Linked DNA regions of Pan troglodytes: region 1 is linked to region 2. Evidence: chromatin contacts called from public Hi-C data. All regions are on one chromosome and are shown on one strand. The core of a region is the stretch at or near the end of the contact, and the rest is flanking DNA. Distances in the headings are between cores, read along the strand shown. Region 1 overlaps PTPN1 (protein tyrosine phosphatase non-receptor type 1). Region 2 holds the start of CEBPB (CCAAT enhancer binding protein beta).

Region 1 (4,144 bases), core at 153-2,652, 370 kb after region 2:
ATCCCACTCCTCCTTCCTGACTGGGAGCACAGCCAGAGCCTTGGGAGGAATCTGGAGTGGAAATCTCGGGCGGTCTGGCTTTCTTACTGTTCACTTGTAATTTTGCTTTCTCACAACTGCCAACCACTAATCAGCCTGATTTCCAGCTTCCAGAATTCTATTGCTGTTGTCTGCTCTCCTATTCCCACCGTAGGGGACCGGGCTGTCTTTTTTTTTTTTTTAATTTTGGTAAAATATACAAAACATAAATTGTTCCATTTTAGCCATTTTTAGGTACACAGTTCAGTGGCAGTAAGTACATTCACGTTGTGTGTATTTGTTTTTTTAGTAATAAACAATATAAAATTATTTTTTTAAGTAATAAAACACAAATAAAAGATTGTTTAATGTGATTATCGTGGAATTTTAGGTGTGATCAGGAGCCATGGTGTAGTCTTCTGTTGAAACAGGGGTGATAGGATTTGTTTACCACCTCCTAGGAAAGCAGTTGGATAGTTTGTTGGCATAAAAGTACATTTTATCTATTTTTAATAATCGTAGCTTTATAGAAATTGCAGTTGGAACTCCCAGGCCTGGCATTCAAGGCTCTCTGAGATCTGGGCTACCCACCCATGTCCTCCAGCCATCTGTCGCACCTCCTACTGCCCACTCACTGTTCCTGGCATGAGATGTGATCTCCAGCCCCCATGCCTTTGCTGTGCAGGGTGTTCCAGAGTGAATTGTCCCTCCTGTCTGTCTCTCTGCGCTCTTCCTCGTCTTTCCATCTTCCTGCCCTACATCACTGCCTCCCACCCAAGGCCTGTGCTCATTCCTCCTCGGTTTTCCCCCATGGCCTGGTACATACCTCTGAATTATCACCTTGCATTTCCCATATTGCCCGGCTCTCTTTGATGTCTGTTTCTTTGCTGGGTCTTCCTCAGTGTCTGACGGTCAGTTAAATGTCTTTATTCTTTTTTGTAGGATATCCGACATGAAGCCAGTGACTTCCCATGTAGAGTGGCCAAGCTTCCTAAGAACAAAAACCGAAATAGGTACAGAGACGTCAGTCCCTGTAAGTATCCACGTGGCCGGTACCAGTCTTGCTCTTCCTTTGCTGCAGGCCCTTTTAATCAAGACTCCTTTCGCCTCAGAGTTTAGTATCATAATAAATCAATGTAGCAGAGGTTTATGACTCGATTGTTTCCTATAGTAAAGGCATTAGAGACTTATAGTAATAGCTCATTTTTCCACCATTATAGAAGGGCTCAGGTTTCAGTTTCTGGAAAATTCAGTGAAGTTCAAAGCACTTTTCTTAAGCTTTGACTGTTTTTGTGATGAATCATTTTCCTACCAGCTGAAGCAGAGTATAGCAGGCATAATAAAACCTTTTCTGGATGACTCAGCAGCAGCGTCATTAGGGCATGAGCACTGTGTTCCGCTGTAAGGAAGCCCTGCACAGGCATTCGGGGTGGGCACTGTCGTCCCCTGCGCTGAATATGCAAGGCAGCTCTGTCTGGAGTCCCCACCGCCTCCACCCCCGCCAACCTCATCATTTTTCTCCCTCTTTCCTGCTGTTAGTTCTTCCTAGGATTGTCAGTGTGCCTGCTGGCCTGTGGCAGCCCTGTCCGCCTTCTGAGTGATTGGCTGTCAGTCTGCCGGTAGCTGAAAAGTAAATAACTTAACATGTTAGAATTTGCATAAAGTAAGGAAAACTGGAGTTGAGTACAGGACTTGAACTGCGCCATCTCCTCTAGGCCACAGAGGCCTTTTTGACCCCCTTCCAGGTCTTTAGACATTGTCAGGCAGTGAGGGGTCGTAGCTGCCAGTGTCTCCATGGTAGCATGCTCTGCCAGGGATGCAGAAGATTCTCCAGTCAGTCCTCCAGTGGGCACTTCCTGCAGGTCCTGTGCCCATGGCTGGGAGTGGTGGCTGTCATTGTTCTCTGCCAGAAGGGTTAGCAGTGCATCCTGACCTGACTTATGTGGCGCCCAGATTCCTGGAAGGGGTCTAAAAATGGACCTAGACTTGGTGTAGAACGTGGGCCTCTTGGCCTGCCACCATGGTTCCCTGCCTGGTTTTGTGTGTCAGCTCTGCCACTTAAGAACTGAGTGGCTTTGGGCAAGTTGTTCTCTCTCATAGGAGTGTGTGAAGATGAAGCAACATAAGCTGCTTAGCCCAGCGCCCAGTACCTCACGCAGACATAAGTGCCCAGTAAATGTTGTCTGTGGTGGGGATGGTTGTCACCAACATCTGAAGTGCACTTCTAGGTCATCAGGTGACATGATTGGCGCCAACACATGGTACTCTTGATTTAGCACATCTCAGCTGAGGCACCTCATTGATATTTGTTTAAAAACAAAAACAAAAAACCTTGGTGATTCTGCTGTGAAGTCCTGGCCAGAAACCTCCAGACCGCTGATCAACACGCAACAGAACCATCACCGTTCACCTCTTTGACATGGTGCCAGGATACCCTGGATCTCTAGCTTTTGCTATAGTTGCTCTAATTAGGGAATAATCTTGTCTTTAATATTCCTTTGCTACATTTTTTAACATTTCTTATTTAAATGGTTTTATGAATCAGTTTTACAGAGAAAAAAAACCAGTATTTAAAATATTCTTCCAGGGGCTGGTCCAAGTACAGTAGTGTTTACAACTATGTGATCACAACCAGTTACAGATTTCTTTGTTCCTTCTCCATCCCCACTGCTTTACTTGACTAGCCAAAAAAAAAAAAATTATTCCAGGGAAACAATTCTCCAACTTTTTCACTCCCAATCTCACTCCTCTTATCTTCCTCCCGTACTCCTATCCTCCTCCCCTACTCCTATCCTCCAGTAGAAACAGTCATTTGCTGTGAAGGTTATGGGGGAGAATGAGTCAAGGTAGAAGGTCACCTGCTGCCCAGCTCACAGTGCTGCTGGCGATGACAGCAGTCCACAGTTACAGGCACTTGCTGAACAAGGGGCTCTGTATACACCTCAGCTCATTGACTCTTCCCACAACCCTCTTGTCACCTACCATTTAGCAGATGAAAAAACCAAGGCTCTGAGGTGAGTTGTTTGCCCAGAGTCACCCAGTGCTCTTTGAACCCACTCACATAACCAACCAATACCATTACATAATTTTTTTTTTTTTTTTTTGAGACGGAGTCTCGCTCTGTCGCCCAGGCTGGAGTGCAGTGGCGCGATCTCGGCTCACTGCAAGCTCCGCCTCCCGGGTTCACGCCATTCTCCTGCCTCAGCCTCCCGAGTAGCTGGGACTACAGGCGCCCGCTACCACGCCCGGCTAATTTTTTGTATTTTTAGTAGAGACGGGGTTTCACCGTGTTAGCCAGGATGGTCTCGATCTCCTGACCTCGTGATCCACCCGCCTCGGCCTCCCAAAGTGCTGGGATTACAGGCGTGAGCCACCGCGCCCGGCCACCATTACATAATTTTTGAGGTCTTTTATCTCTATGATCCACTTAAAAATTATCCAAGTATCTTTATTTGTACTAAGCCTCCATAATGAGAAACAGTGTTCCAGATGGTGGCTAGTTTTCAAAGACATCTCTCTTTGGAATTCTTCTTTAGAACAAAAAGTCCCAGACCACTTATCCCCATTCATATCCCCTTTGGACCTAGGGAGAAGGTACTATTTATAGGTGATCACCTGAGTTTATTGTCCCTTGTGCTGTGCCAGAAATAAAGGTCCCCACCTGCTCTTATTAGCTCTACTAACAGGATAAGGAAAGTGGCCCTCAGAGAGCTACTGCTTTTGTGACAAACAAATGATACAAGAAAAAAAAAGTGGCTTTTTAATTTTAGTGACCTGGGGCAGGACTTCCAAATGAAAGTTTATTTCTAAAAACTAAAAGGTAAATTTAATATACTTTCAGTGTTTGGGCTTAAATTATCTTTCAAATGTCTTTGTGATATGCTCTGAATTTTAAAAATTTAGAATCATTGAAGTTCATTATACTTGAACTTTAAAGAAAAAACAAAAACCTCGTATAAAGGTCAAGGTATGACTTCATGCTGCTGTGTACTTAGGTCATTTAATCTTCAAACCACTGGATAGAGGTTAGGTTGAAGTTCGATCTTAAATCCTACCTACTGTAGCTCATTGTACCAGCAACAGCTGTAGGGACTAGGTGGAATTCATGGTGGGTTTTGTTCCCTTT
Region 2 (4,075 bases), core at 522-3,021:
TGGTGCACAGGGAACAGCAAATGCATTCCTTCACTGGTAAATGTTGAGCGTGCTGTGCTCAGGAGTCCCTCGTGGGCCAGCCCTCCCCAAGTGGCAGCCTGCAGGGAGACTGAGGTAGACAGCTAGGATAATGGTGGCTGGCGATAGGGAAGGAAATCACTAGCAGGTGGGACAGGGAGGGCCTCTCAGAAGCCGTGGCCTCTAGCTCAGCCCTGAGTGTCCCATTTTGCAGTGAGGAAGGGCTGGTCGGGTGGCCCTGGGGAAGCTGCCGCACCCCTCTGGGCCTTGATCCCTCCCCAGCCCAGAGGCTGCTGGGAAGACCCAGAAAGCCAGCAGGCTGGGCCAGTGTTTTATCCCCTCCCTCCCTGCCTCCTACCCACCAAGGGTGCCCAGAGATGTCATTTCTCCAGCTCTTGGGGGCGGAGGTCACCCCAGCTCAGCAGATAACACCGAAGGTTGAGCAATGCCCGCCTGCCCGCTGGGGCCAGGGCTGGGGTCAGTGGGCTGGGGGTCAGCCCCGGGTAGGCTGGGAGCTCCTGCCTAGGTGGCCTGGGCTAGGAGTGGCAGAGAGGTGGGCCCAGGGAGCTGCCCCAATGGCCTAGGAATGGGTCCGGGAGGGCAAAGGGCCCTCTAACCTGAGCCTACCCAGCAGAGGCGGGCAAGTGGTCAGAAGGCCTTGGGCCTGTGTTCAAGTCCAGGCAGGCCGTTGTCGCTTTCCCATCTGTGAAATGGCAGCAACAAAAGCATCTTTCTGGTGGGGTGAAAAAAGTTGAACCTCGGGGTCCAGGCCCACCCTGAGCACAGGGCAGGGACTTGGTAAAAACTTATCTTTCTCTTTCCTTCTCTTTCCTGCATACCACCCCCCTCCCGTGAGGCCTCGCTTAAGTCCCTCCCTAGCAACTTCAGAAACAGAAGTTTTTGGCCTCTGGGACTGGCAATAGGTCTTAGGGCTCAGATGAGGGCATTTCGTTTGGGATGAACGGGGGACATGCGGCCATGTGACCTTGGTATGCCATGCCATGCTCCCTCTGGGCCTCCACTGGCACAATCCGTGGGGGTCCCTTTCTCTCTGATGTGCAGCCCACAACGTAAGCCTTAGTTTGGGAGTCTGGTGGGAACAATGCCACCACCACTAACAGTAGCGACACCCTTCATGGATTGCAGCTGGGAGAAGTGAAGTGACTCACCCAAGGTCACACAGTGTGGCAGGGCCGAGCACCCCCCGCCCCTGCCCCATCCCAGGGCCCAGGTCGGGTGGCGCGGCGCGGGGCAAGAGAAGACCCGGGCGTGTCCAAGCCTGGAGCAGGCGGCAGGTGTGGTGGGCGGGGCTAGGGGCGGGGCTCCGTGGACCAGGGTCCAGCCCCAAGCGGAGCGCGATCCTGCCCGGTCGCCCCGACCCCCGGGGTCCTCATATTGGCGGTGGCTTAAGAGGGGAGTCGTCACAGGCGTGGAGTCTTCTTTTTAAAGCCGGGGACCTGGGGAGGAGGTGGGAGTTTACGGGAGGAATGGCCACGGAGATGGGTAGCTTCTCCTGGAGCTAGAGCTGCGGGCTGGGGTCTCCAGGGTTCGGCCCGGGGAGCCGACCCTGGTCGGCCGTCGGGGCTCTGCTCGGCCCTCCTGAAACCTCCGCCTCCTCCAGCAGGGGGCGGGCCGGGGCCGCGTCTCGGGGGGAAGGCGATCAGGTCGCCCCCTCCTCCGATTCCCCCGCCTTCCAGGACAGCCTCCAGCCCAGAGGGGCGGTCCGGGGGCGGGGTCGCACCGCCCCCTCTCGCTCCCAATCCCGGGGCGGCCGGGCGGGGGTGGGCAGGGGGCGTGAGGCCGCCCCCTGCGTTCCGGGGGCCCCCCGAAAACGCGCTCCGGGTGCCCGGTCCCTCCGCTGCGCCCTGCCGCCGTCCTCCCGGGGGTCTCAGGCGGCCGCGGCCGTGTCCTTCGCGTCCCGGCGGCGCGGCGGGAGGGGCCGGCGTGACGCAGCGGTTGCTACGGGCCGCCCTTATAAATAACCGGGCTCAGGAGAAACTTTAGCGAGTCAGAGCCGCGCACGGGACTGGGAAGGGGACCCACCCGAGGGTCCAGCCACCAGCCCCCGCACTAATAGCGGCCACCCCAGCAGCGGCGGCAGCAGCAGCAGCGACGCAGCGGCGACAGCTCAGAGCAGGGAGGCCGCGCCACCTGCGGGCCGGCCGGAGCGGGCAGCCCCAGGCCCCCTCCCCGGGCACCCGCGTTCATGCAACGCCTGGTGGCCTGGGACCCAGCATGTCTCCCCCTGCCGCCGCCGCCGCCTGCCTTTAAATCCATGGAAGTGGCCAACTTCTACTACGAGGCGGACTGCTTGGCTGCTGCGTACGGCGGCAAGGCGGCCCCCGCGGCGCCCCCCGCGGCCAGACCCGGGCCGCGCCCCCCCGCCGGCGAGCTGGGCAGCATCGGCGACCACGAGCGCGCCATCGACTTCAGCCCGTACCTGGAGCCGCTGGGCGCGCCGCAGGCCCCGGCGCCCGCCACGGCCACGGACACCTTCGAGGCGGCTCCGCCCGCGCCCGCCCCCGCGCCCGCCTCCTCCGGGCAGCACCACGACTTCCTCTCCGACCTCTTCTCCGACGACTACGGGGGCAAGAACTGCAAGAAGCCGGCCGAGTACGGCTACGTGAGCCTGGGGCGCCTGGGGGCCGCCAAGGGCGCGCTGCACCCCGGCTGCTTCGCGCCCCTGCACCCACCGCCCCCGCCGCCGCCGCCGCCCGCCGAGCTCAAGGCGGAGCCGGGCTTCGAGCCCGCGGACTGCAAGCGGAAGGAGGAGGCCGGGGCGCCGGGCGGCGGCGCAGGCATGGCGGCGGGCTTCCCGTACGCGCTGCGCGCTTACCTCGGCTACCAGGCGGTGCCGAGCGGCAGCAGCGGGAGCCTCTCCACGTCCTCGTCGTCCAGCCCGCCCGGCACGCCGAGCCCCGCTGACGCCAAGGCGCCCCCGACCGCCTGCTACGCGGGGGCCGCGCCGGCGCCCTCGCAGGTCAAGAGCAAGGCCAAGAAGACCGTGGACAAGCACAGCGACGAGTACAAGATCCGGCGCGAGCGCAACAACATCGCGGTGCGCAAGAGCCGCGACAAGGCCAAGATGCGCAACCTGGAGACGCAGCACAAGGTCCTGGAGCTCACGGCCGAGAACGAGCGTCTGCAGAAGAAGGTGGAGCAGCTGTCGCGCGAGCTCAGCACCCTGCGGAACTTGTTCAAGCAGCTGCCCGAGCCCCTGCTCGCCTCCTCCGGCCACTGCTAGCGCGGCCCCCGCGCGCGTCCCCCTGCCGGCCGGGGCTGAGACTCCGGGGAGCGCCCGCGCCCGCGCCCTCGCCCGCGCCCTCGCCCCCGCCCCCGGCGGCGCCGGCAAAACTTTGGCACTGGGGCACTTGGCAGCGCGGGGAGCCCGTCGGTAATTTTAATATTTTATTATATATATATATCTATATTTTTGTCCAAACCAACCGCACATGCAGATGGGGCTCCCGCCCGTGGTGTTATTTAAAGAAGAAACGTCTATGTGTACAGATGAATGATAAACTCTCTGCTTCTCCCTCTGCCCCTCTCCAGGCGCCGGCGGGCGGGCCGGTTTCGAAGTTGATGCAATCGGTTTAAACATGGCTGAACGCGTGTGTACACGGGACTGACGCAACCCACGTGTAACTGTCAGCCGGGCCCTGAGTAATCGCTTAAAGATGTTCCTACGGGCTTGTTGCTGTTGATGTTTTGTTTTGTTTTGTTTTTTGGTCTTTTTTTTGTATTATAAAAAATAATCTATTTCTATGAGAAAAGAGGCGTCTGTATATTTTGGGAATCTTTTCCGTTTCAAGCATTAAATAAGAACACTTTTAATAAACTTTTTTTTGAGAATGGTTACAAAGCCTTTTGGGGGCAGTAATTGGCTTTTGTTTTTTTTTACTTTATTTTGGATTTGTAGGATTTTGTTTCTGCGTTTCTGGTGTGTAGGGGGTTGTGTGTGGGGGGCTGCTGTTATTTTTGGAGGTTTTGGTGGTTGGGTGGGGGTGTTGCAGCTGCTTTTTCTGCCTCCTCTGCTACTCCCCCTCCCACACACACA

The links. A called contact is a pair of places that touch in the nucleus more often than the background predicts.
Region 1: a Hi-C map of stem cell-derived neural progenitor cells shows a contact between it and region 2, with 5 times the contacts expected there. The contact joins the enhancer-like site here to the promoter of CEBPB in region 2. A contact is called at or near these places in 4 of 7 Hi-C or Micro-C datasets (blood, induced pluripotent stem cells and stem cell-derived neural progenitor cells), 1 of 1 datasets of contacts at active chromatin or transcription factors (stem cell-derived excitatory neurons) and 1 of 1 other capture datasets (stem cell-derived neural stem cells).

The regions. Positions count from the first base shown.
Region 1 is chr21:56,849,634-56,853,777 of NHGRI_mPanTro3-v2.0_pri, forward strand. It overlaps PTPN1 (protein tyrosine phosphatase non-receptor type 1), which reads left to right. Exons shown (of 10, transcript XM_525354.9): 2 at 961-1,051. Among named protein-coding and RNA genes, the nearest start is that of MIR645, 24 kb to the right of the region's middle. Within about 2 kb of position 1,403, at least 8 of the 24 cell types and tissues checked have an H3K27ac peak or open chromatin away from gene starts, as enhancers often do. A contact at or near this core is called in stem cell-derived neural progenitor cells and stem cell-derived neural stem cells, where this site is marked.
Region 2 is chr21:56,476,113-56,480,187 of NHGRI_mPanTro3-v2.0_pri, forward strand. It overlaps CEBPB (CCAAT enhancer binding protein beta), which reads left to right and starts at 1,772. Exons shown (of 1, transcript XM_525353.8): 1 at 1,772-3,898. The coding sequence starts at 2,225. The coding sequence ends at 3,262.